6 separate regions of the Sus scrofa genome follow, and all the other regions are linked to region 2. A link is a contact called in public HiChIP or PLAC-seq and promoter capture Hi-C data. All regions are on one chromosome and are shown on one strand. The core of a region is the stretch at or near the end of the contact, and the rest is flanking DNA. Distances in the headings are between cores, read along the strand shown.

Evidence for each region. Promoter capture Hi-C pulls out the DNA fragments that hold promoters and counts their contacts. HiChIP or PLAC-seq counts read pairs in DNA pulled down with a chosen protein or histone mark.
Region 1: an H3K27ac HiChIP or PLAC-seq map of alveolar macrophages shows a contact between it and region 2. The contact joins the promoter of G6PD here to the promoter of HCFC1 in region 2. A contact is called at or near these places in 2 of 5 promoter capture datasets (fetal skeletal muscle and liver) and 2 of 2 datasets of contacts at active chromatin or transcription factors (alveolar macrophages and skeletal muscle).
Region 3: an H3K27ac HiChIP or PLAC-seq map of skeletal muscle shows a contact between it and region 2, with 3 times the contacts expected there. The contact joins the promoter of FAM58A here to the promoter of HCFC1 in region 2. A contact is called at or near these places in 2 of 2 datasets of contacts at active chromatin or transcription factors (alveolar macrophages and skeletal muscle).
Region 4: a contact with region 2 is called in an H3K27ac HiChIP or PLAC-seq map of alveolar macrophages. The contact joins the promoter of PNCK here to the promoter of HCFC1 in region 2. A contact is called at or near these places in 1 of 5 promoter capture datasets (fetal skeletal muscle) and 1 of 2 datasets of contacts at active chromatin or transcription factors (alveolar macrophages).
Region 5: a contact with region 2 is called in an H3K27ac HiChIP or PLAC-seq map of alveolar macrophages. The contact joins the promoter of GDI1 here to the promoter of HCFC1 in region 2. A contact is called at or near these places in 1 of 5 promoter capture datasets (liver) and 1 of 2 datasets of contacts at active chromatin or transcription factors (alveolar macrophages).
Region 6: a contact with region 2 is called in a promoter capture Hi-C map of liver, with 3 times the contacts expected there. The contact joins the promoter of SLC10A3 here to the promoter of HCFC1 in region 2. A contact is called at or near these places in 2 of 5 promoter capture datasets (fetal skeletal muscle and liver) and 2 of 2 datasets of contacts at active chromatin or transcription factors (alveolar macrophages and skeletal muscle).

The regions. Positions count from the first base shown.
Region 1 is chrX:125,039,752-125,043,357 of Sscrofa11.1, forward strand. It overlaps G6PD (glucose-6-phosphate 1-dehydrogenase), which reads right to left and starts at 1,289. Exons shown (of 13, transcript XM_021080744.1): 1 at 825-1,289. The coding sequence starts at 936. It also overlaps a transcript of IKBKG not described here.
Region 2 is chrX:124,693,396-124,696,884 of Sscrofa11.1, forward strand. It overlaps HCFC1 (host cell factor 1), which reads right to left and starts at 1,451. Exons shown (of 27, transcript XM_003135485.5): 1 at 1-1,451. TMEM187 (transmembrane protein 187) reads left to right here and starts at 1,655. Exons shown (of 4, transcript XM_003135487.4): 1 at 1,655-1,781.
Region 3 is chrX:124,367,752-124,371,323 of Sscrofa11.1, forward strand. It overlaps FAM58A (cyclin-related protein FAM58A), which reads right to left and starts at 2,321. Exons shown (of 5, transcript XM_003360487.4): 1 at 1,889-2,321. The coding sequence starts at 2,306.
Region 4 is chrX:124,427,887-124,431,270 of Sscrofa11.1, forward strand. It overlaps PNCK (pregnancy up-regulated nonubiquitous CaM kinase), which reads right to left and starts at 2,114. Exons shown (of 13, transcript NM_001195366.1): 1 at 2,054-2,114; 2 at 706-775; 3 at 390-521; 4 at 119-193; 5 at 1-31. The coding sequence starts at 773.
Region 5 is chrX:124,958,616-124,962,111 of Sscrofa11.1, forward strand. GDI1 (rab GDP dissociation inhibitor alpha) reads left to right here and starts at 2,220. Exons shown (of 11, transcript XM_003360522.4): 1 at 2,220-2,527. The coding sequence starts at 2,483. ATP6AP1 (V-type proton ATPase subunit S1) reads left to right here. Exons shown (of 10, transcript XM_021080754.1): 8 at 352-399; 9 at 488-719; 10 at 897-1,729. The coding sequence ends at 1,106.
Region 6 is chrX:125,012,553-125,016,141 of Sscrofa11.1, forward strand. SLC10A3 (P3 protein) reads right to left here and starts at 1,440. Exons shown (of 2, transcript XM_021080745.1): 1 at 1,396-1,440. FAM3A (protein FAM3A) reads right to left here. Exons shown (of 9, transcript XM_005674051.3): 9 at 3,433-3,589.

The DNA of each region.
Region 1 (3,606 bases), core at 39-2,538, 350 kb after region 2:
TGGAGGAAAAAAAACTTATTGATGAGGCAGGAGAACCGGAAAGCACTGAGAAGCTGGCTGGCCCCTTTCTGGAGGAGTCCTTTGGGCTCTCGTCCAGCTGATGCCTGATTACTGAAACCACTTGGTGGGAATGGCTGCGAGCAGGATGGTTGGGGGATGAGAAACTGCTGGCTCTGGTCATACTCTCCAGACAGCCTTCTTTCAGCGTGTACATTACAACATTACTCTAAGCATTAGTGGACTCCAACGAGGGCCTCAGCTCTGGGGGAGTAACACCAAGCTGGAACATCGGACCACCTGCTAAGGCCATCTCACCAAGGATTCAGGCGGAAGCTCCTCAATGAGCTGGAGCAAGTTAGATCAAGCAGCTGACAGTGTAGATCTAGTCCTCCTCCACCACCGCTGGGAGACCCCGGCCAATCCCCGCCCCTCTCGGGGTCCCCTCAGGGGCCCAATGGGGGTATGCAGGGGACGGTTAGATCAGTTAACACCCTCTCGATTTTGCCCCCTTCCCAAGCGTGGCAAATCAAAGCGTTCGCCCACTCAGTTACCTGTGCTTCACCGCTGCTGCCCTTCGCGCTCGCAGCCCCGGAGTTCCCGGCAGTTTCCTGGGGCTGCGCCCCGCCTGCCCATTTAACTGGCGGGGGCGGGCACCTGGTCTGAGCTGACCAGCCTCAGGCGAGGCGCGCGGGCGGGGCCTCCGTGTGCCCCTCCCCCGAGAGGCGGGGCGAGGCAGGTGCGCGCGCATCTCGGGCCGGTGGGACCCCCCCCCCCCCGCTCCCGCGCGAGGCCTGCCGGCCTGACCCGCTCCGCCCCTTGAGCACCTGCGCCGGCCGCCGGGCTGCGGGCCCCCTGCTGTCCTCGCCGCCGCTGCGCCGTGTCCCCGATGCTTCGCGAGTCCGTGTGCAGCTCCCCACAGCTCGCCCGCGTTCCCATCCCTGGCCTGGCCCCGCCCCTACAGTCTGGCTTTCTCGTCAGCCCGGGGTTGTCCTGCGCCCTCAAGAAGGGCTCCACTTCCGCCGGCAGCGTGGTCACGCCCCTCGACCCCACTTGTAGGCGGGGCCCTCTTTAGCCTCGCCCCCTCACTGGACGGGTCGTCGACTCCGATCAAACTGGCCCTATCACATGATAGCCTCGTCGTGGCTCCTCCCCTAGTGGGGGCGGGGCAGCCGACCTGCCGCTCGCTGGATGCCGCCGCCGGAGAGACAAGGGGAAATGCGGGTCGCGACGCATATTATTGAAGAGTGTCCTACGGGCCAGCCGAGCCTGGTACGCTCGGGCTTCCGTCTGGGGACAAGTCTCCCTCGCGCCTCTCGCGGGCCTGCTGGGGGCGGGGTGGGGGCGGAGTGTGAGTGTTTTACTTCCGGATCCCACAGCTACGACACCGGAAGCAGGAAATGGGAATTTGGCAGCCCGAGAAGGGAAGGGCGACCGCGGAACCCGAACTTTCTCCGAGCGCCGGGGTCCGAGGAGCGCTCGGGACCCGCCGCTCCCGCCCTTCTCACGTCGGACCGACTCTGCTGACAGGTGTGGTCCTCTTCTCCGAAGATAGGGTACTATTGGTGGGCGTTCCGCCACCTCCGAGACCCCCCCTGGACGACCAGGCTTTCCCCTCCTATTGGGCCCCGGCCCGGTTCTGCCGCCCGCTTCTAGATCACCCGCCGAGGCTGGCCAATTCAGGACCCAGGTTACTCTGGCGACGAGCGGGGCAGTTTTCGCCTCTCCTTCCTCTGCCGCGGCGGAGTCTGACCACACCCCTAGTTCGTGGATGACTATTCTACTTCGGAGACATTTTCTGTTCATCGAACTTGACTACATTTGAAGTTGTTAAGTTCTTTAAAAAAGCCTCAAGGGTAATTTGACAGCTAAGCATCTTTCCTCATGCGCTTCATTTTGCTCACTTTGCACAACGGTTAATGTCTGCCGGACCTCATATCAGTTCTGTGACTTGAGGATGAATGGGCCATAAGGAGGCCACTATACCTGGAATAGAGTGAGCGAGGGGGGAATAGTTAGAGAGGAAGCAATGGGGGACCAGATAGTGCACGGCCTACTATCTTGTTGTACGGGTTGTGGCTTTTTGGCGGAGGGCCATGAGGAACTATGGTAGGGATCTGGATAGAGGAGAGACGTGGTAGGAATTACCTTTTGGTCTGATTGTTCTGGCGCGGTGGGTAGAACAGACTGTACGTAGGGGGCAAGGGTTGGAGCAAGGTGATCTGCTAGGAGGTTATTGCAGTTATCCAGGTGAGAGATGATGGGGCTCGGATCGTTTTATTGTGAAAAATACCAAAGATGTGCAAAAGTAGAAAGGATAGTATAAACCCAAGGTACCCACCTCCCAGCGTCAACAGTTATCAACCTGTTGCTACCTTTGCTTAATTTATACCCCTCATAATCTCTTATTTTCAAAAATAGCTTTATTGACATATAATTCACATACCACACAATTCACCCATTGAAAGTGAACAATTCACTGCTTTTCAGTATATTCACACACCTGCACAACCATCACCATTCATTCTCGAACATTTTCATCAACCCATCACCTTATCTACTTCAGTTCTAAGCATCTATTAGTCTTTCCATCTCTCTATGTTTGCCTATTCTGGATAGTTCACATAAATGGACTCATAATATGTGGTTTCTTGTGAGCTGTTTCTCTGTGTTGCTCAGTGTTTTTTTTTTTTTTTTTTTTTTTTTTTTTTTTTTTGTCTTTTTGCCATTTCTTGGACCGCTCCCGGGCATATGGAGGTTCCCAGGCTAGGGGTCCAATCAGAGCTGTAGCCGCCGGCCTACACCAGAGCCACAGCAATGTGGGATCTGAGCCGTGTCTGCAACCTACACCACAGCTCAGGGCAACGCCGGATCGTTAACCCACTGAGCAAGGGCAGGGATCGAACCCGCAACCTCATGGTTCCTAGTCGGATTCGTTAACCACTGCGCCACTCCTGCTCAATATTATTAACATGGTAGGGTAGGAATGTACTAGATTGTGTTTATTCATCAGTCGATGGACATGTAGGTCATTTCCACCCTTTGGCCGCTAAGAGCAGTCTCACGTGGACCTGTGTTTTCATTTTTCTCAGGTACATACCGAGCAGGTCCCCCATTACCTTGAACCAAATTCCAGGCACCTTATAATTTCGCTGTAAATGTTTCAGGATGCATCTCTAAGAATGGACTTTGAAAGAAACAACCACAGTACCAAGTATCACACCTAAAATAAGTTAACATTAATTGCTTAGTGTCCTCAAATAGATTCTAAGATACCTTTTGACGGGATTTCCCAATGGATTAGACGTGAGCCCTGAGGGCCAGAGAGGACTCAAGAAGGACTCCCAGGTTGTGTCCTGCTGACCGGAGGGTGGACGTGCTGTCACCTAATAATAAGGGAGGCTGTGGGTGGAGCCGGCTTCTGGGGACTGTGAGCAGTGCAGTTCTGGAGAGGTGAGTTTTGAGAGGAGGATTAGATGTCCAGCCTGAGATGCTGAGTTTGATGCATGGGGGTTAAAGCTGGGAGTCTGGATGGAATTAGCGCTGGAGTAGCTGTAGTTAGAGAAAAGATGAGATCCCAGAAAGGAGCCCCGGAGCATCACAGCATGA
Region 2 (3,489 bases), core at 201-2,700:
GCCGAGCGCCTGGGCCCGAGAAGCTGGAGGCCGCCGAGTCCCGCCGCCCTGACTCCTTGCCTGGGAGCTCCCACTTACAAGCTCGAGCGGGAGGCCCTGGGAGCCGCCATCTTGAGCCGCCTCTCTCTCCTCCCTTCCTCAGTCGTAGCCCTCCCCCGCCGGAAATGGCGGAGCCCCGGCCCGGTTCCCACACCCCCCAAGTCCCCTGCACTGGCCGGCTTCCGGGGCGGGTGGAAAGCAGCCACAAGCGCCGCGGTCGTCCCAGCCCCGCCGGCGCTCAGACCACAATTGTGGGAGCCGCCATCTTGAGACCGTCCCGCTTCCCCGCCCAGCGCTTAGTGCAGCGGCCGCTCCCGAAACAGCCTCGACACTCTTAAGGAATAGAGTCGCGCCAGAGGCCAGTGGACCGAGCCCGAATTCTCGACGGCTGCTCGGAGGCCCACGCCGTACGGCTCGTGAGGTCTCGAAGCTCTCCCCTTAGTCCGCCTCTGCGGCTCAGGCTGAGCCTGCCGCCCTGGGAGCCGCCATCTTGAGACAAGCTCCCCCTTCCCCCCTATTCTCTTCCTCCTGGGTCAGTTCTTCCACTGCAAACCAAACGCAAGGCAGCGTCCGATCCTCGCTTCCCTCCTTATGACTCCTTCCCACAGGAGCCGCTCCAAAGAGGTAGAGTTAGGCCCCGAAGTGGCAACTGTACGGCAGGAGGAGCGGTAACGGCAGGGCGCTCATGCCTCCTCCCTGGGAGCCGCCATCTTGTGTGAAGAAGTAACAACTAAACATGGCGGCGGCGGCGGTCGGGCGAGGGGGCGGAGTCGGGCGACGTCACTGTTTTCCCCACCACCACCTCTCCCCCGCCCTCGCGGGCTTCTCCATCCGGCCGAGGCCTCTTAAAGGAACCTCGCGGCGAGGGACCAGGGCTGCTGCGCGCTTGGCTTGGAATCAGGCCGCGCTGGGGTCAGGCACAGGCGTGCCCAGCCCTGGGGCCCCCCGAGAGCCCCTCCACGCCTCCGCCCTGGGAGCCGCCATCTTGCCACTTCCCCTCGCCCGGCCGTCCTCGGGCGTCAATAGCGACTTTCAGCACAAAACAAAGATGGCGGCTGCGGCATCTGGGGAATGCCCGGATGAGAAGGCCTCAGACGGGGTTGGCCCCGCCCCCCATGGGAACTGCCCCCTGGGTCGCTGAAGGGACACACTCTAGAGGCGTCGCCTTTAACTAGCAGTGGGGACAGGAACAGAGGCTGCTGAAGGCGGCTGGCGGGACACATTCGAGTCAGTCCTAGGGTCGAGGGAGCGGACGTGTTTCTGCTCCGCACACCCAGCTGCCTCAGAGCGGCGGCCCGAAGCCCGCCGCCGGGGGGAGCCGGGGGCGGGGCGGGAGTGGGCGGGAACGCGGCCGGGCGCGCGGCGCCGGGGGCGGAGCCCTCCCAGGCTCCCAGGCCGCCGCCCCGCCTCCAGGCGGGGGCGCCGCCGCAACCGCCGGCGCCCCAAGGAGACGAGCCGGGCCGCCGCGCGCCGGGCAGGCCCCCCGCTCCTCTGGCTGTCGGGCGGGCAGCCCGGCCTGCGGCGCCTGAGCCGGGCGGGCGGGCGCAGGGGAGCTCCGCGTCGCCTCGCGTCACCCCGCGTCACCGCCCGCCCCGCCCGCTTCCCAGAGCCTGCGCCCCGCCCCGCGCGCAAGCGCACAGCCGCCTTTCGGGTCCGCCCTTTTTCGAGATTTGAATTTCCCCCAGCAAAGCCGAGAGGCCAAATACCCGGATGGTGCTCGCTGGCCTTTTCGCGCCAATACTGTAAGTTCTCATAACAACCTTCAGAGGTGGGTACTGGCGTCACCCCCACGTTCCAAATCTTGCAGGAGACCGTCTCGTCGCAGCACCTTCATGGTCACTGCCAGACGCAGGCTGTAATGCGCTGCTGTCCGGGGTCTTGGAGTGACAGCAGGTGAACTTCCCAGATTCTGTCCTCTTTATTTCATCTTGACATCCACCAACCTCTAGCCGAAAGTTGGCCTGTCCTACAATTCCAAGTGTAGGCAGCCAAGCCCAGAGCGTTAGCCTGGTGACTATGTCACCAAAAGAAATGATGAGAGATCATTTTAGATCAGATGGCTTTTCCTATGGAGATCCTGAAATTAATTACAAGACCTACTGGCAGGCTGAATAACTGCTTTGAAATTACCGTAGTTATTCAGCCTCCCGCAGAGCCTGTCATTTAACCTGTTAATAAAGAAGCACAGGAGTTCCCTGGCGGCCCAGTGGGTTAAAGATTTGGTGTTGTCATGGCTGTTGCTCCAGTTCCATCCCTGGTTTGAGAACGTCCTCATGCCCCAGGTGGGGCCAAAAAAAAAAGAAGAAGCAAGCACATATATTATCACACATTTTCAAAAATGTTTTAATACCTGTCTTTAGACGTATTAAATTTATGTTGGAATTTTCTGTCGTAGTTTATGCATCTGGAGGCATTTGTTTGAGAACGGCCAAAGAGTCCTGTGACGCAGCTAAAGACGAGAGCCCTCACCTGTGTTTGTGTGGCCTCTGACCATTCACAGCACCGCTCTGGCCCCAGGTCCTTCCCCTGTAAAATAAGGAAGCCGAGCTGCTGGTTCCCAGGGAACTCGCCCCCGTGCAGTGACTCTCTTCTCAGAGTTCAAGAGTCACGGTGCTGGCTCTAGGCTCCTTGGACATCCGGGTGGCCCCTGATCTGCAGAAGGGCAGCAAGGGTGGTCCAGGGAGTCCGGGGCACAGCAAGCATTTATTAGAGATGCTCCCGGCCGAAGAAGCCAGTACTGCAACAGGTGATGGTGGCTCCTGACCCAGGAAGCAGGAGCACTTCTTAACGCTCAGCCAGGAGTTGTCATGTTTTGCAGGACTTCCCCCAAAGACCCCAGAACCAGCACCCGCGGGGATAATGCTCTTGAGCCCGCTGGCCATCCTGTGCTGAAGGAGGCTGGGAAGAACGTGGAGTGTTGGGTCCCAAGGCTCCTGGCAGCTCAGGGGTACAGCGGAGCTGGGCCATAAGGTCCCCAGCGTGGTCTTCTGGGTGGACCTGGAAAGCAGGTTTCCCTTTCCGTTTGCACAGCGGCCGGAGAGGGCTCACTTGCCCTGCCCTGTCCGGACCTCCTTCTCTGACAGGCTGACACTGTTTGGCTCCTGTCCCTGGCTCTCCTCCATGGCGGCTGGCAGACAGGAGGATCTTCACGCCAGCAAGTCAGGCCCCGGGTGGGTTCAGGGAAGGACCCAGAGACACTAGGTGTTCCGCTGGGCAGGGCCATGCCAGTGCCACAGAGGACAGGACAGCCGAGTTGGGGGTTGTAAGCAGGCCAGGCGCAGGGGGGAAGGAGGGCAGACTGTGGCCTGCGACTCGCTCGCAGGACTACGTGCAGGTGGCCCTTAGGCGTCTGGCCCAGAGGTTGCCTTTAGCAGAGGGCTAGCCCCCGAGGGGGCCGAGCACGGTGCCATTGGCCGTACGCAAGGGAGATGCTGGGGACTGCAGTGCCTG
Region 3 (3,572 bases), core at 1,071-3,570, 320 kb before region 2:
CCTGCCGAGGTGACAGGAGGAAAAAAGGCCTTTGAGCACCAAACAGACGACACAAGTCCCAACGTTATAGCTAAAGATTATACGCGGCACTGGTTTGCAGAGGCTAGAAAAGCAAGAAAAGCAAGCAGGGTAACTGCCGAAGGCACCTGCAGGCAGCACAGGAAGAAGAGCAACATACTGAAAAGGGGACCGAACTCCAAAACCAGAGCGTGGTGGCTTGATTTAGGGGTCAACGCCCATCCCCCAGGCAGCTCCTAAGGAAATCACCGCACCGGGTCACAGAACCAAAACGAATTCACAACGACCAGGGTCAAGAGAAGAGTAAAGGGCACGCGACGGACTGAAGGAAGGTGGACAGCCAACAGTCGGTAAAATTATGTCCCGCACCCTCTACCTTCAAAGGCGTACTAGCTCCCCAGAGCTGCTATAACAAATTACCCCAAACTAAGTGGCTTGAAACAACACATATTTTTCTCCTCTCACAATCCTGGCTGTCAGAAGCCTGAAATGAGTCTTAGGGGGCTAAGCTCAAGGTGTCAGCAGGGCTGGTTCCTTCTGGAGGTTCCATGTGAGAATCCATCTCCCTGCCCTTTCCAGCTTCTAGAGGTGCCTGCATTTCTTGGCTGGCGGCCCCCTCCTCCAGCTTCAAAGCCAGCAGCTTCTAACCACGCTTCCCTCCTCACATGGCCTTCTCCTCTGCCTGTCTACTCCTGCTGCCTCTCTTTAAGGATGGCTTAATCCCATCTGCAAAATCTTGCCGCATGAGGTAACAGTCACGGGTTCTGGGGACGAGCATGGGGGAATCTTTGGAGGACCCACATTTGGCCTCACACAGAGGACAAGGGCGTAAACAATACATTTTATCAAGAAATCCTTGGAGAAGTTCCCGTCGTGGCGCAGTGGTTAACGAATCCGACTAGGAACCATGAGGTTGTGGGTTCCATCCCTGGCCTTGCTCAGTGGGTTAAGGATTCGGCGTTGCCACGAGCTGTGGTATAGGTCGCAGGCGTGGCTCAGATCCTGCGTTGCTGTGGCTCTGGTGTACGCAGCGGCTACAGCTCCGATTCAACCCCTAGCCTGGGAACCTCCATATGCCGCAGGAGCGACCCTAGAAAAAGCAAAAAGACAAAAAAAAAAAAAAATAGAAAGAAAGAAATGAAAGAATCCTTGGAAAGAGACACCTCAAGAACTTTGAGCATTTCAAGGTTTAAACTTCAGTTTCACAGTTAATTCCTACATGGGACCCCCTCAATCTCAATGTCAGATTAGGCAGTATGGCTGCACGTGCCCCTACAAGTCTTTTTCTTTTTTTTTACTTGGCAAACCCTCGCCCTAGGTTCTCGGTGTGATGAGACCTCCTCAACAAAGCTTGTCACGAGCCTCGCCAGCGGCATGATCCAAAAGACTCCATTTGACCAAGTGCCAGTGCCCCCGAGGCTGGGAGACAGGTGTGGCAGAAGGCACCGTACACTCAACCGAGATGCGGGCGCCCCGACTCCGCCACCTTTTAGCTGGAGCCAGTCCCTTTCCACATCCTCTCTTTGGGACTACGCGCCCGTCCGGGAAATGACAATGACCCTCTTGGCCTCGCAGCTCGAAGCCTAACACACAGGGCGTGACGGAAAGGCAGAGGCCGATACCCCTAAGCCGGGCCTCCCAGTGTTCGCTAAGGCAGCGCAGGCCCGCGTTCTTCCCTCTGCACAGCAGCGCCAGCTCCGCGTCTGGAGGGACCCCTCTTCCGGGAAGCGAGTCCTCGCGAGGCCAGCCCCTCCCCGCCCGCTCGGCGCTCCCAAGGCGGGCTGGGGCCCGCCAGGTGAGAGCGCAGCACTGCGGCCCGGCCTCTACGTCTGGTCCGCATGGGGCCCGCCCTCTTCCCAGACGCGGTTACCTGCCTCCATGATGAACCGCGTCACTCGGAAGTGCACCCTCGCCTCCGGTGCTGGCCGCCCCTCTGCGCCTCGCGCCGCGTCCCCTCCTCCGCAGGTCCCCAGGCCGACGGCCTCCATGAGGCCCCGCCCCACGGGCCGAGACCCCCCCCCTCCCCGCACCGGAAGGAGAAGCGTTCCCGACGGGCGGCGGCCGGTTCCCGGGGGTCCTCGGGAGGGAGCAGCTGCCCCGCCCCGCCCCCGGCTGAGCGCGCGCAGTTGCGCGCCGGAGGCGGGGCCTGCCGAGTGCGCAGGCGCAAACTTAAGCGCAGGCGCAGGCGTAGAGACCGCGGCTGCCTGGAGGCTGGCGAGCGCCTGCCCCGCCCCCGGAAGCCGTACACCGCGCCCCAGGAGCCGACGCCCCGCCCCTGGGAAGCTCATGCCCCGCCTCCGGGAAGCGCACGCTCCGCCCCCAGTAGCGGTAAGTCTGTCTCCCGGCTGAGTGATTGCCGGAGCGGCGCAAGTGCGCCTCGGGGGCGGAGCGGGGGCGCGCTCCTAGGGCCTAGGAGGTACGGAAGCACCCCCCCCACCCCGGCCCCGCCAGGCGCGTGAGCTACAAGTCCCTATGGTCCAACTAAGGTGTCGCTCCCGGGCTGGTGGCCCAGCGTGGTTTAGGACGGGAGCAGCTGGCTGTGTCTGCCAAGCCGCGGAGGGGGGGCGCTTACCGGAGGTGTCAGTGGCTCCTAACGGAGGGCGTGGGGGAGTTCCCATTGTGGCTCAGCGGTAAGGAACCCGACTAGTATCCTTGAGGATGCGAGTTGGATCCCTGGCCTCGCTCAGTGGGTTAAGGATCTGGCGTTGCTGTGAACTGTCGGTGTAGGTCACAGGCACATCTCAGATCTGGGGTGGCTGTGGCTCTGGCGTAGGCCGGCTACAGCTCCGATTAGAACCCTAGCCTGGGAATTTCCATATGCCGCAGGTGCGGCCCTAAAAAGACAAAAAAAAAAAAAAAAAAAAAAAGAAAGAAAGGAAGGAAGGAAGAAAAGAAAAGAAAAGAAAAAAAAGAAAGCCTGAGGTTCAATGTCAGTGTCAAAACCCGAATCCAGGTTTGCCAGTTCCCCAGACCCACAGATGAGCCCGGAAGGGAATGCTGTGCCCAGAATGAGGCCGTTAGGGCTGTTTGCGTGAGGGTCCCGCATCCCTTGGGGATCTGGTTGCCACTCACTTTTCCAGCCTGGCACTGTGGGAGCTCAGTAACGTTTGCCGAATGAATGGTGTTGAATATCCAACTCCCAGTGCCATCCTGCATTTCGTTGGTGGCTTCCAGGCATTAGGGGTGCAGCACCCAAAGGGCCTCCCAAGCTAGTGACAGACAGTCACTCTGGTCATTCTGATACATTCAGACGGTTGCTGTGACTTGAAAGAGCTGGGAACATTAAGAGGAAAAAGCCTCCCCCCCCCCCCGCCCACCCACCTACCCGGCCAACCTTGAGGTCCTTCTCCAGCCCCCGCCTTACTTAGCTCCCCCCGTGGTCCTCTCTCCACACCAGCTGGGTCACTTTCCTGGTGCTTCCGTAACAAATGACAGGCAAACTGGGTGGCTTACAACTGTAGAACTGGCCGCAATTCTAGAGGCCAGACCTCTGAAACCAAGGTGTCACCAAGTCTCTGCAGGAGGATACTTCCTGCCTCTTCCAGCTTCTGGTG
Region 4 (3,384 bases), core at 864-3,363, 260 kb before region 2:
GATGCGATCAAACAGCTCGCCCCCGGTCACCCTGGGGGGAGCGGGGGCTCAGCTGGCCCAGGCCCTGGGCCCCAGCCCGTCACCCAGCCCCCCGCCCAGCCCGATCTCCCCTCCTCACAGCTCCATGGCCAGGTAGAGGTGGGAAGGGCTCTCGTGGACATCCTCCAGAGCCACGATGTTGGGGTGGCTGACCCTGCAGGGGCAAGACAAAGCCCCTTACGGGCTGGCCCTGCCCCCTCGGGACCCCAGGGAAGCCCTTCGCCCTCTTCTTTCCCTCCCACCCCGGGCCCCTTCCCTGGCACAGGCCGCCCCCGCAAGGCAGAGCCCCAGGCCAGGCCTTCCCGGGGACACCGCGGAGGCAGGGCGCTCCCCGCGCCGCCGGAGCACACCTGCGGAGCACCGCGATCTCGTTCTCCACCAGGGCCTCCTTGCCTCGAAGGGCCTTCTTGGGGATGCACTTGAGGGCGACAAGGTGCGAAGAGCCCCGCTCCTGCGCCAGCACCACCTCTGAGAAAGCGCCCCTGCGACGGAGGGGGAGGCAGGGAGGGAGGGGGAGAGGCGAGGAGAGGGGGAGGGAGAGCAGAGGGGGGGAGGGGCCCCCCCTAGCTGAAGGCGATGGGGAGGCCGTCCAGGCCCCACGCCGTCCCCCCCATTCACACACTCACATTCACACACGCACTCACATTCACGCCCACACACACTCACGAGCCGAGCTTCTCCCGGATCTCGTAGACGCTGCTGATGTCCTCCGTCTGTTTCTTGAGCAGCAGCATGTCTGGGGGGGGGGGGGAGAGCTGGAGGGAGGCTCCCTGGGCGAGGGGCAGCCCCGGCCCCCGGCCCAGACCCCGCAGTGCCTCCGCCCCCCTCAGCGACAGCCCCCCTCAGGGACACAGGTCCCGGACAGCCCTCCCCCAGCCCGGGAGCTCGCCCCTCCCCCACCGTCCAGGTCCCGCACTCCCAGGTGGACGCCTCCCAGCGGGGCCGCCGCGTACACGCCTCCCCTTCCCAGAGGCACGGCTGCGATCCGGCGACCCCCTCCCCCCCACGACGCCCCCCACAACCGAGTCAGCCGAGACGGGCCGCCTTCTAGAAGGCTCCATGCCCCCTCCACCGCCCGGCCCCCCCAGGCCCGCCCCATCCACAGCACCCAGAGGCGCCCCCCCTTCCGCCGCCCCCAGGCCTAGACCTGCCACCCACGGCCCAGCGCCCACAGGCACGCGCCCCCCAGCCCACTAACCCGCCCGAGATGCACCTGCGAGACCCCGCGCACAGCCGCCTGCCACGGCCACCCACGCGGCCGCCCAGGCGCACCCGGGCCCTCGGCGCCTCGCGGCGGGAGGGACTCCGCAGCCTGGGCCTCCCGCGTCCCGAGCTGCATGGGCCGCGCGCGTGCTGGCCGGGGGCGCGCCGGGCGTGACAGGTGTGCGCGGGGGCTGCGGCGGCCGTGGCCCGGGACCCCGCACGCCCCCGCCCGCGCGCGCCCGCGCCCCGGAGCGCCGGGTGCGGACCTGGAGCCAAAGCGAAGCCGCAGCGTCGCCTGGCGCCGTGACCACCGCGCCGAGCCCCCCGCCCGCGCCTGGCGGCCCCGCCCCCGCCGCGCGCGCCCCCGCCGCGCGCGCCCCTGCCGCCCGCCGGCAGCCGAGCGCGCGGTGGCCGAGCGCGGCCGGCCGCGGCGCTGCAGGGCGCCTTGTAAGGCAATCGACCGGCGCCCGGCGCCTCGCCTCCCTCCTTGGTCACTCATGCGGGTTCCTGCGGGCTGCGGCACTCGGGTGGCCTGACTGGGCCGACCCCAGGGCCTTTGCACCACCGGTGTCCTCCTCCAGCGGTCTCCTCACCCACTTGTTGACATGGCTCTCGGCGCGCCTTTGCGTTTCTGCTCTAATGTCCTCTCCGGGGACAGGCTGTCCAGGCCATCTGGTCTGAAACGGCCTCCTTCCCTCGCCCCAGCGCTGCCACTGCCACTTCTGCCGCCTCGTCTGAGCCCCCATGAGCACACTGCTGCAGCCTCCTGCCCCGCTCCCCTGCCCTCCGACCCCACCCTAACCTCCCCTACCTGAAGTTCCTTTCCCACGGAGGAGCCAGAGCGCTCCTTGTGTTCAGCTCTCGTCACCTCTGGGCTCCAAACCCTCCCACAGTGTCACTCCACACCCAAGCATGAGTCCTCCCGGGGGCTAAGGGCTCCCACTCACTGCTCCCGCCCCTTTCCACCCACTCTCCCCCTTGCTCAAGCAGCTCTAGCCAGCTCCAGCCACACTGGCTTCCCTTTTTAAAAAAAAAAAAAAAATGAGACTTTTCCCTGAGTATTTATTTACTTATTTATTTAGTTAGTTATCGGCGGTGCTCACGGCACGTGGCCAGGGATCGCACCCATGCCTCAGCAGTGACTCAAGCCACAGCAGTGACGACGCTGGATCCTTAACACACAGGGCGGCAAGGAAACTCCCACACTGGCTTCTCAACTGGCCCTCGATCACTCCGTACGTGCACTTGCCCCAGGGCCTCTACCTCTGCCTGGAATACCCTTCACTCAGTTATCTGCTGGGCTTGCTCCCTCACTCCGCAGGTCTCAGTTCAAAGGTCACCTCCTCAAACAGGCTTCAGCTGCCGCCACCCCTCCCCGCCCTCCCACCCATCTTAAGAGCATGCCTCTGCAACGTCATCTTCTCGTTGGCTTCTCTTCCTCCTAGAAGGTGTCTCTGCTGACTCGGCCAAGGAGAATCACTCAGGAAAGAAGTGCTGGGTGACTGAATTCAACCCAGCAATTAGAGGATTCCTCCCACCCAGTCTCATCTGGGTTCTGACACTGCTCCCGGGGGTCCGGGGCCCACCAGGAAAAGGAGCACATCCGCACAGACTAGTGTCACAGGGGCTCCATGGAGTCTCGGGCTCCAGCAGTGTTCCCCTGCATCTGTCTTCACGGGGGGGCTGGCACGCAAACCGAAGTCCCATCTTACTTGCTTGTTTAATGAGTACACGTCCAGGAGTGCCCGTTGTGGCTCAGTGGGTTACGAACGCAACCGATATCCATGAGGATGTGGATTCGATCCCTGGCCTTGCTCGGATCTAGCTAGCATTGCTGTGGCTGTGGTGTAGGCCGGCACTTCCCGTTCAGCCCCTAGCCTGGGAACGTCCGTACGCCGTAGGTGCGGTCCTAAGAAGCAAATAAATGAATAAGTATGCGTCCTCATGTCTAATCCACCAGCCGGAGGTCACAGGTCACAGCAAGAAATGTGCTCTGTGCTGTGGAGAAGCACCTGCGTGAGTAATAACAGAAGACAAGCCCTCGCTTCCAAAGTGAGCCTGTGGCTCAGAATCACACGTGGAAGCGCCGAAAGTGCTATCACAGTTTGGGGTTCTTTTGTGTTTGATTCTTTCTTTCTTTTT
Region 5 (3,496 bases), core at 970-3,469, 270 kb after region 2:
TTGCTTAGAGTGCTGCCTCCTCGTGCCTTCTAGTCCTCGCTCCGGCCGGGCCCTTGGTTGGTAACACTTCATAGTCACCTGGGAACCTGCTGCCTCCCCGTCGAGCGGCCTCAGCAACCCCAAGGAGGAGCTGAAAGGAGGGGCAGTGGGCTCGGGAACCAGAGGCAGGAGCCCTCAGCTGGAGGGGGAGCACCAGCGTGCTGGCTGGCTCCCGACCTAGAGTGTGATGGGGCCTCTATTTTCCTATCTGTCAAGTGGGGGTGCTGCCTCTCGGGTGGCTGTGGGGATCCGGTGCAGCTTAGACACCTGTTCCCAGAGCCTGAAGACTCACCTCTTCCTCTGACCCTGCAGGCTGGCGCTGACCTATGATCAGCTCTTTGGTACCATGGTGACATTCAAGTAAGTCCAGCAGGCAGGTGTGGGCGGGCTGGTGTGGCTCTGGCTTCTCCAGCTGCCTGACACCGCCCCCTTCCATGGCCTCTTCCAGGTTCATTCTGGCCAACCGCTTCTACCAGGTGTCTGCTCGGCACTGGTTTACCCTGGAGCGCCTGGAAATCCACAGCAACGGCTCCATCGCCTCCTTCAATGCCTCCCAGGTCACGGGGCCCAGCATCTACTCCTTCCACTGCGAGTACGTCAACAGTCATAACAAGAACGGCGACCTGCTCGTGCCCAGCACACAGCCCTCTCTCTGGCAGCTGACTTTCCAGGACTTCCAGGTAGGAAGCAGGAGGGACCGGGCCCCTGTGTCCTTTGGGTTTGGGTTCGGGCGGGGGCAACGTCACTGAGTCCCGTCCCCTGGGTGCTCCCATCCCATGAGGAGACGTGGACTGCCTGCTAAGTCGGGAACCCAGCCCTCACTGGGCCTCCCTGTGCGGGGCCGCTCTGTCCCCCAGATCCAGGCCTTCAACGTGACGGGTGAGCGGTTCTCCTACGCCAGTGACTGCGCCGGCTTCTTCTCCCCGGGCATCTGGATGGGGCTGCTCACCTCGCTCTTCATGCTCTTCATCTTCACCTACGGTCTGCACATGATCCTCGGCCTCAAGACCATGGACCGCTTTGATGACCACAAGGGCCCCACCATCGCTCTGACCCAGATCGTGTGACCCTGCGCCTGGGGAGTGTCGAGCTCCCGCTTGGGGCATGCTGGACAGAAGGGCTCCCCCTCTTCGTTACGTAGCATGAGTCCCCGGCTCCCCGGAGCCTGTCGGCTCCATGTTCAGCCTGCTGAGGGTCTTCCCTGGGCCACCCACCCCCTCTCTGTACCAATAAGGTGTATATATTCTGCGTAGACAGTAGGTGAATCTCCCAGGGTTGGTTTGGTCATTGCGAGGGATGGGGCCGTGAGTTCTAGGCCCCCTCCTCTTCCCTCTTTCTCCTTATTTATTCTCACGTCTCCACCTTGGCCCCTTGCTGTTTATAGTGCTTTTGTGTAGCCAGTGCTCCCTCCCCAGACTCTGGGGGGCTCCCTGCAGCAGCCAGGAGCTGGAAGTTCCCCGAGTTTGGGGGCTGTGGAAGTAGTTTACTGTCTGTCCTGCTTGGCTGGAGTCATTGTTTGTGGTGATGTTGTGCTAGCAACAAGCAGTACACTGGGGTTTGTGTCTTTGGCCTGAGAGGGAAGGGACCTCCATTGGCAGGTGGGCTGGGTGTGATCACTGGGTTTCTGGCGTGTTCCTGCCAGGTTTCTTCGTGGTTTCCTTCCTAATAAAATAAAGACGGGTCGCCATGCTTGGGCCTCTTGTCACTCATTTCGGCGCTGGGCACCAGGGATGCGCTTGGCTGGGGCTGCAGGAGGAGCGGGGTGGCAGGAGCTGGAGCCCCGCCCGACCGAGGAGGAGGAGGAGGTGGGAAGGCCTCTCGCGCCTCGGTCCTACCGGCTGCCTTTCTGGGAGCCGGGGGAGGTCGGGAGGGGCGTCGGCAAGCTGAGCCCCTCCCGGCTGGGCGAGGGAGGGGGTGCCGCGCGGGGGCGATCAGCGCCTGGGGGCGACGGTCGCGACAACGGCCGCCCCCGCGTTCCTCGTGGGCCGCCGCGGGCTGCCGCAGCGGCGCGCCCCCAGCGCGCGGGGCCGCGCCGAGCCTCCCGGGGGCGGGGCGCGCGCGGCTCCCGCGCACGGATCCCTCGCGGGCCTCAGCACCGGCCGCCGGGCTGCCCCGCCCGCTCCGCCCCGCCCCGCCGAGCTTTTCTCCAGGCCTTTGGCGAGCGGCGCCGCCTGCAGAGCCGCGCTGGTGCTGGGCACTGGGCTGCAGCAACCCTCCCGGGAAGCGCCCCGGGGAGGGGGTGGCCCCTGTCGGCGCGGCGGGGGCGGGGAGGAGCCGGGACTCTTTGACGCGGCGGAGGGGTCGGGCGGAGGCCGGAGCGCCGCCATCTTTGGTCCAGTGCGGCGGTGGCGGCGGCAGCGGCGGCGGCGGCGGCGGCGGCGGCGGCGGCGGCTGTGGTGAAGCAGGAGGAGGAGCCGACAGGCGCTGGCACCGAGGCCTGACCATGGACGAGGAATACGATGTGATCGTGCTGGGGACCGGCCTCACCGTAAGTGCGGCCTCCGACGCGCCGGGCTCTGCATCCCCTCTCCTCCCCGGGATGCTGCAGCCCCCGGCCCCATCCTCCATAACCGTCGCGGGGCTGCCGCCCTCGGCGTTCGCGTCCCCGAAAAGACAGCCCCGTGCCCATTCCCCCGCGACCTTGCCTCTGCCCACTGCCACGGTCCATCTCCAAGAAGCAGCCCCTCTTCCGATCACCCCCACCCACACACACCGACTCCCTGGGCCCATGACCCCCGGCCCCTCCCGTTCTCCCTATCCCGGCCTGCAGGGCTGGAAAACGCACCCCCACTCGGCCCAATGGCTCCGGTCGCTCCCTGACCCCGCCCACCCGGCCCCCACCCATGGCCAGCCCAGCATCACCTCCCATCTTGCGCTAATTCTGGTGGGGAGGTGGTAGTACAAGGGCCTCCGGTGCGGGGGTGGGGGGTGGGGGGGCTCGCCGGGGTGGGCCCTCATCCCGACTCCTAGGGTTCTAACGGGGTTGGGGCAGCCAAGGAATGTTCCAGAAAGAGCAGCAGAGGGGGCAGTGACCACATTCCCGATACCCCACCCTGGTTTCCCATGGAGACCTCAGGCTGAGTAGTATTTGCAGCCTTTGTCTTTGGGCTGGTGACAGTGAGTGGTGAGGGTGTTTACCCTCCCCCCAAACCCCGTTGGACCGCTGCCCTGGGAGACGCATCCCCCTCAGGCCGCGCAGAAGCCCCTCCTGTGGCTGGGAAGGCTCCGGGTCAGGGGCTGCTGCCCTTGGAGGAGAGAGCGGCCTGGGGTGGGGCCTGTGGCTTGGGGATCACGCCAAGCCTTTTTTTGCTTCCCTTTTGGGTCCCCTTTGCTGTCCAGTTAGGTCTTCACTGTGGCTGGTTGTGGTTTACCTGCGTTGTCTGTGGGGCTCTCCGTAAAGAGACGATTGCCTTGGTGTCTCGGTGGTTGGAAGACCGTGCGCATGTCTGTAGGATGC
Region 6 (3,589 bases), core at 190-2,689, 320 kb after region 2:
CCTCAGGGAAGCTGCTGGAAGGGGCAACAGGAAGGGATCGATCGGCTAGGGCCACAGGTCCACCGAGAAGTTTCCTCCTTCTGCCAGAGCTCCCGCTCCCCGGGCAGTCCCAGAGCCGCTGTGCCACATCTGAGAGCCTCTGCTCAGGGTCCGGGGACCCCTCCTCACGCCCATTTGTGCCCCTACCCGTGCCTGGAACTCCCCGTGAGACCCCAAGTGTTTCTAGTGCCTCGGGGCAAGGAGGAGCCTCGTCTCCTTTCACTTCGCAATGTGGGCAGCCAGCACCCTATTGTCACATCACCTGCAGGAACTGGGGCAACCAGGATGAGGACACAGTGATTTTTCATCACAAGTGTTGACTGACTCATGCCCTGTGCCCTCCTGGTCTTGGGAGAGGCCCCTGCTGCTCTAGATCCTACCCGGGCTGGGCCCCGGCCGCACCCCTCAGCCGCGACTGGGCAGCAGGGAAGTAGGTGGTGGAGGGCCGCTCGAGCAAAAGGCTCATCCCTGAGGAAGTCCCCGTCTACCACCCTGGGAGGCCATGGCCTCGCCCGGTTTGGAGTCTGGGTCACTTACCCTGGAGGCCTTGATCCAGCCTTGCGACCCACCGCCGCAGAGGGAGGCGCGAGAACCACAGGGAGTAGGAGAAGTAAAGTGGAGGGAGTCACGGGAAAAGACGAAGGCGCCCGGGGCTGAGGCGCCGGGCGGGTGGGAACAAGTGCAGAAGGGAGAGGAGACTAAGGGCCATCCACCCTGTCCTTCCAGTACGGCTGGCCGTTTTGAGTCACTGAGTCACTGCGTGAAGGGTCTGGCCCAGATCCCCAACGTTTCTGCTTGAGGCGCTGGAGAGTCTGAGGAGATGCACCCCAAGGCAGGGGAGAGAACCCCAGGCCGGCCGCTTTTTCTACACGGGCCGAGTGTTCGGTGGCAGGGCAGCTGGCAGTGCGCAGCCGGGGCTCCTCCCTACCTGGGAGTCCAGAAGTTTTCCGGGCGCGATCAGGGCTCAGGCAAGAACCGAGGAGGGAGCGAGGGAGGAGCACGCTGCCGCCCCGAAGCCGGCAGGCCGGCGACCCGCCCGGCCGGTCCCGGGGTCCCTCAAGCCACTCCCAAGCCCCGCGGCCACGCCAGGCCTCACGGACGCGCGGCGGTGGCCCTTCCCCGCGGGGCCCGGCCGCCCGAGCGGGCGAACACGGAGCCCGGCCGGGAGCAGAATCCGCCTTCCGCCCGCCCTTCCCGGCCCGAGGCTCTCACCTGCCTCCGCGGCCGCGAAGCTCGGCCCCGGCGCCTGCCGGGCCGGCGGACGCCCGCGAGCTCGGCCCTCTGGGGCCCCGCCCCCAGCCCGACGAAGCCCCGCCCCGCGCGCCCGCCCCGCCTACCCCGCGGCGGCCCCCTCACCTCCCGAAGCCGGGGCGGGTCCCGACCGGATGTGACGTATCTGGAAGCGACGGGGTTGCGTGCGCGCGCCGGCCCAGCCATCTTCCGGGGCGCGGTTGGTGGGAACTGGGCGTGGTCTCATGTGGCAGCCGAGCCTCGGGTCTCAGTCGTCTGTGGTCGCCGCCGGGGCGACTCGCTTTGGGTGGGCACCCCAGTCATTCCCAAACACGCTGCGACCTCTGGGGGCGGTGGGGCATGGGTTTAGCCGTTAGCCGGGCTGGGATGCCCGGGGGCTGTTGCTGGTGGCAGGAGCCTGGGTTCAGGGTTTCGCCCCAATTCCTGCTCTGGGCACCCAGCCCTGTGGCCCGAGGGCTGGGTCCATCCGACCTGGACTCCGGAACCCAAGCTCGGCCTGGTTCCACCTTCCTTCGTTGAAGCATTGACCGAGTGCCTATTCCACGCTGTGTCAAAACTATTTGGGGCCACCAAGAAGGTCTGGAGGCTTCACGGAAAAGGCTGTAAACAGATGGTGTGAGGAAGGACACAAAGGCAGTGAGGGTGTAGAACATGGCTGCGAGAAGAGAGTAAGCAAGTGTAGAATCGAAGGGGATTTGCATGTTTCCAAAGGCTGCTGGGCAACTGCAGTCACTCAGGCGGCGGGACAGTGGCCACCCACTGCTCTGGAAGAACCTCTTGTCTGGGCTGTGATGGAGGCCAGTGGTGCCCAAAGTTGCAAGTACTTACACCCAGGAGGTGCCTAAAGCACAAAGTTGAGAATGTCCAAAAAGACCCCAGAGCACCTTTATTTTATGTAATTTTCAAATAATAATTCATAATGTAAATAAAAACATTTCATACACACACACACACACATATTTTTTTTGCTGCACCTGAGGCATGCAGATATCCCGGGCCAAGGATCAAATCCACACCACAATGACAATGCCGAATCAACAGGCCACTAAGGAACTCCAAAAACATATTTTAAATTTTGACTTATTTAAATGCATTTTAGGAGTTCCCGTCATGGCTCAGCGGAAACAAATCTGACTAGTATCCATGAGGATGTGGGTTCGATCCCTGGCCTCCCTCAGTGGGTTAAGGATCCGGTGTTGCTGTGGCTGTGGTGTAGGCCAGCAGCTATAGCTCTGATTCCACGATGGGAACTCCTGGGAACTGTACTTTCTGCTCAACTTTGCTGTGATCCTAAAAAACAAAGTCTATTAGCCAATGAAGATACATAAAGCTTTTGGTTCAGGGTCATGGGTTTCAGCTTCTCAGATCACCGACTCCCAGGCAATAACCTGGGCCCTCCTCACGTCTGCTTCCTGGCCCTCTGGGCTCACGGTATCAGTGGCACGGCCTTTGCTCCTGGGCTGTCCCGCCCCCCCCTTCTGCCCCCTCCTCACATACTGTCATTTCTTGATGCTCTGTTCGCGCTCTGGCAGTACTTAACCCCTGGAGGAGGGACTCGTAAACCCATCACCCCTACCATGGCCCGAGCTGCCTGGCAGTGTGCCAGCCCCCCCCCCCCATCTAGGAAGTCCGAACCACCAAGTCTCCGTCATCTGACCCTAGACCATGTCTGCGCTCCCATGTGCTTTTCCAGCAAACCCTTCAGTTTCTGGCTGCTTCTCACCCAACGCAGGGAAACATAACTGTCATTTGCGAGAACGGCCAAGCAGCGCATGTGACCGGCCCGGACTTCAAAGGCATCTGCATTTGAGTGCTGGGGGGACGCACTTGCTGTTGAGGGAGGCACCTGGGCCGCTTCTAACCCCTGGCCCATCTGTGCAGGCCTGAGCTGTATCCAAGGGGCTCAGTGAGTTTCCCACAGCCCCAAAGGTCAAGACCAGCTTTCCCGAGCAAGACTACAGGGTGCCAGCCTGGGAGCCCCCTGCCCACCGCCCAAGTCACATCTCAGCCTCGGAGGGGCCGGTGGGTGGCAGGGCTGGACACAAAGGTGGCCTGCGAAGGGTGTGGGGGCGGGTCGGCTGGGCTTCTGGGACATGTCCCACCCCATGGCACCACCACCGACTCCCCACTGAATGCACTTCATTCCACTGGAGCCACCAGTTTATTGAGAGGTCGTCTAGAAAGCAGGCCCTCGGACAAACTGCAGGAGCTGCCACCCACCGTGCTAGTGACTGTGATCAGACTCGCCGCCTCCCCACCCGACAGGCCCGGCTCCAAAGTGGCCGCTCCTCTGTGCGGG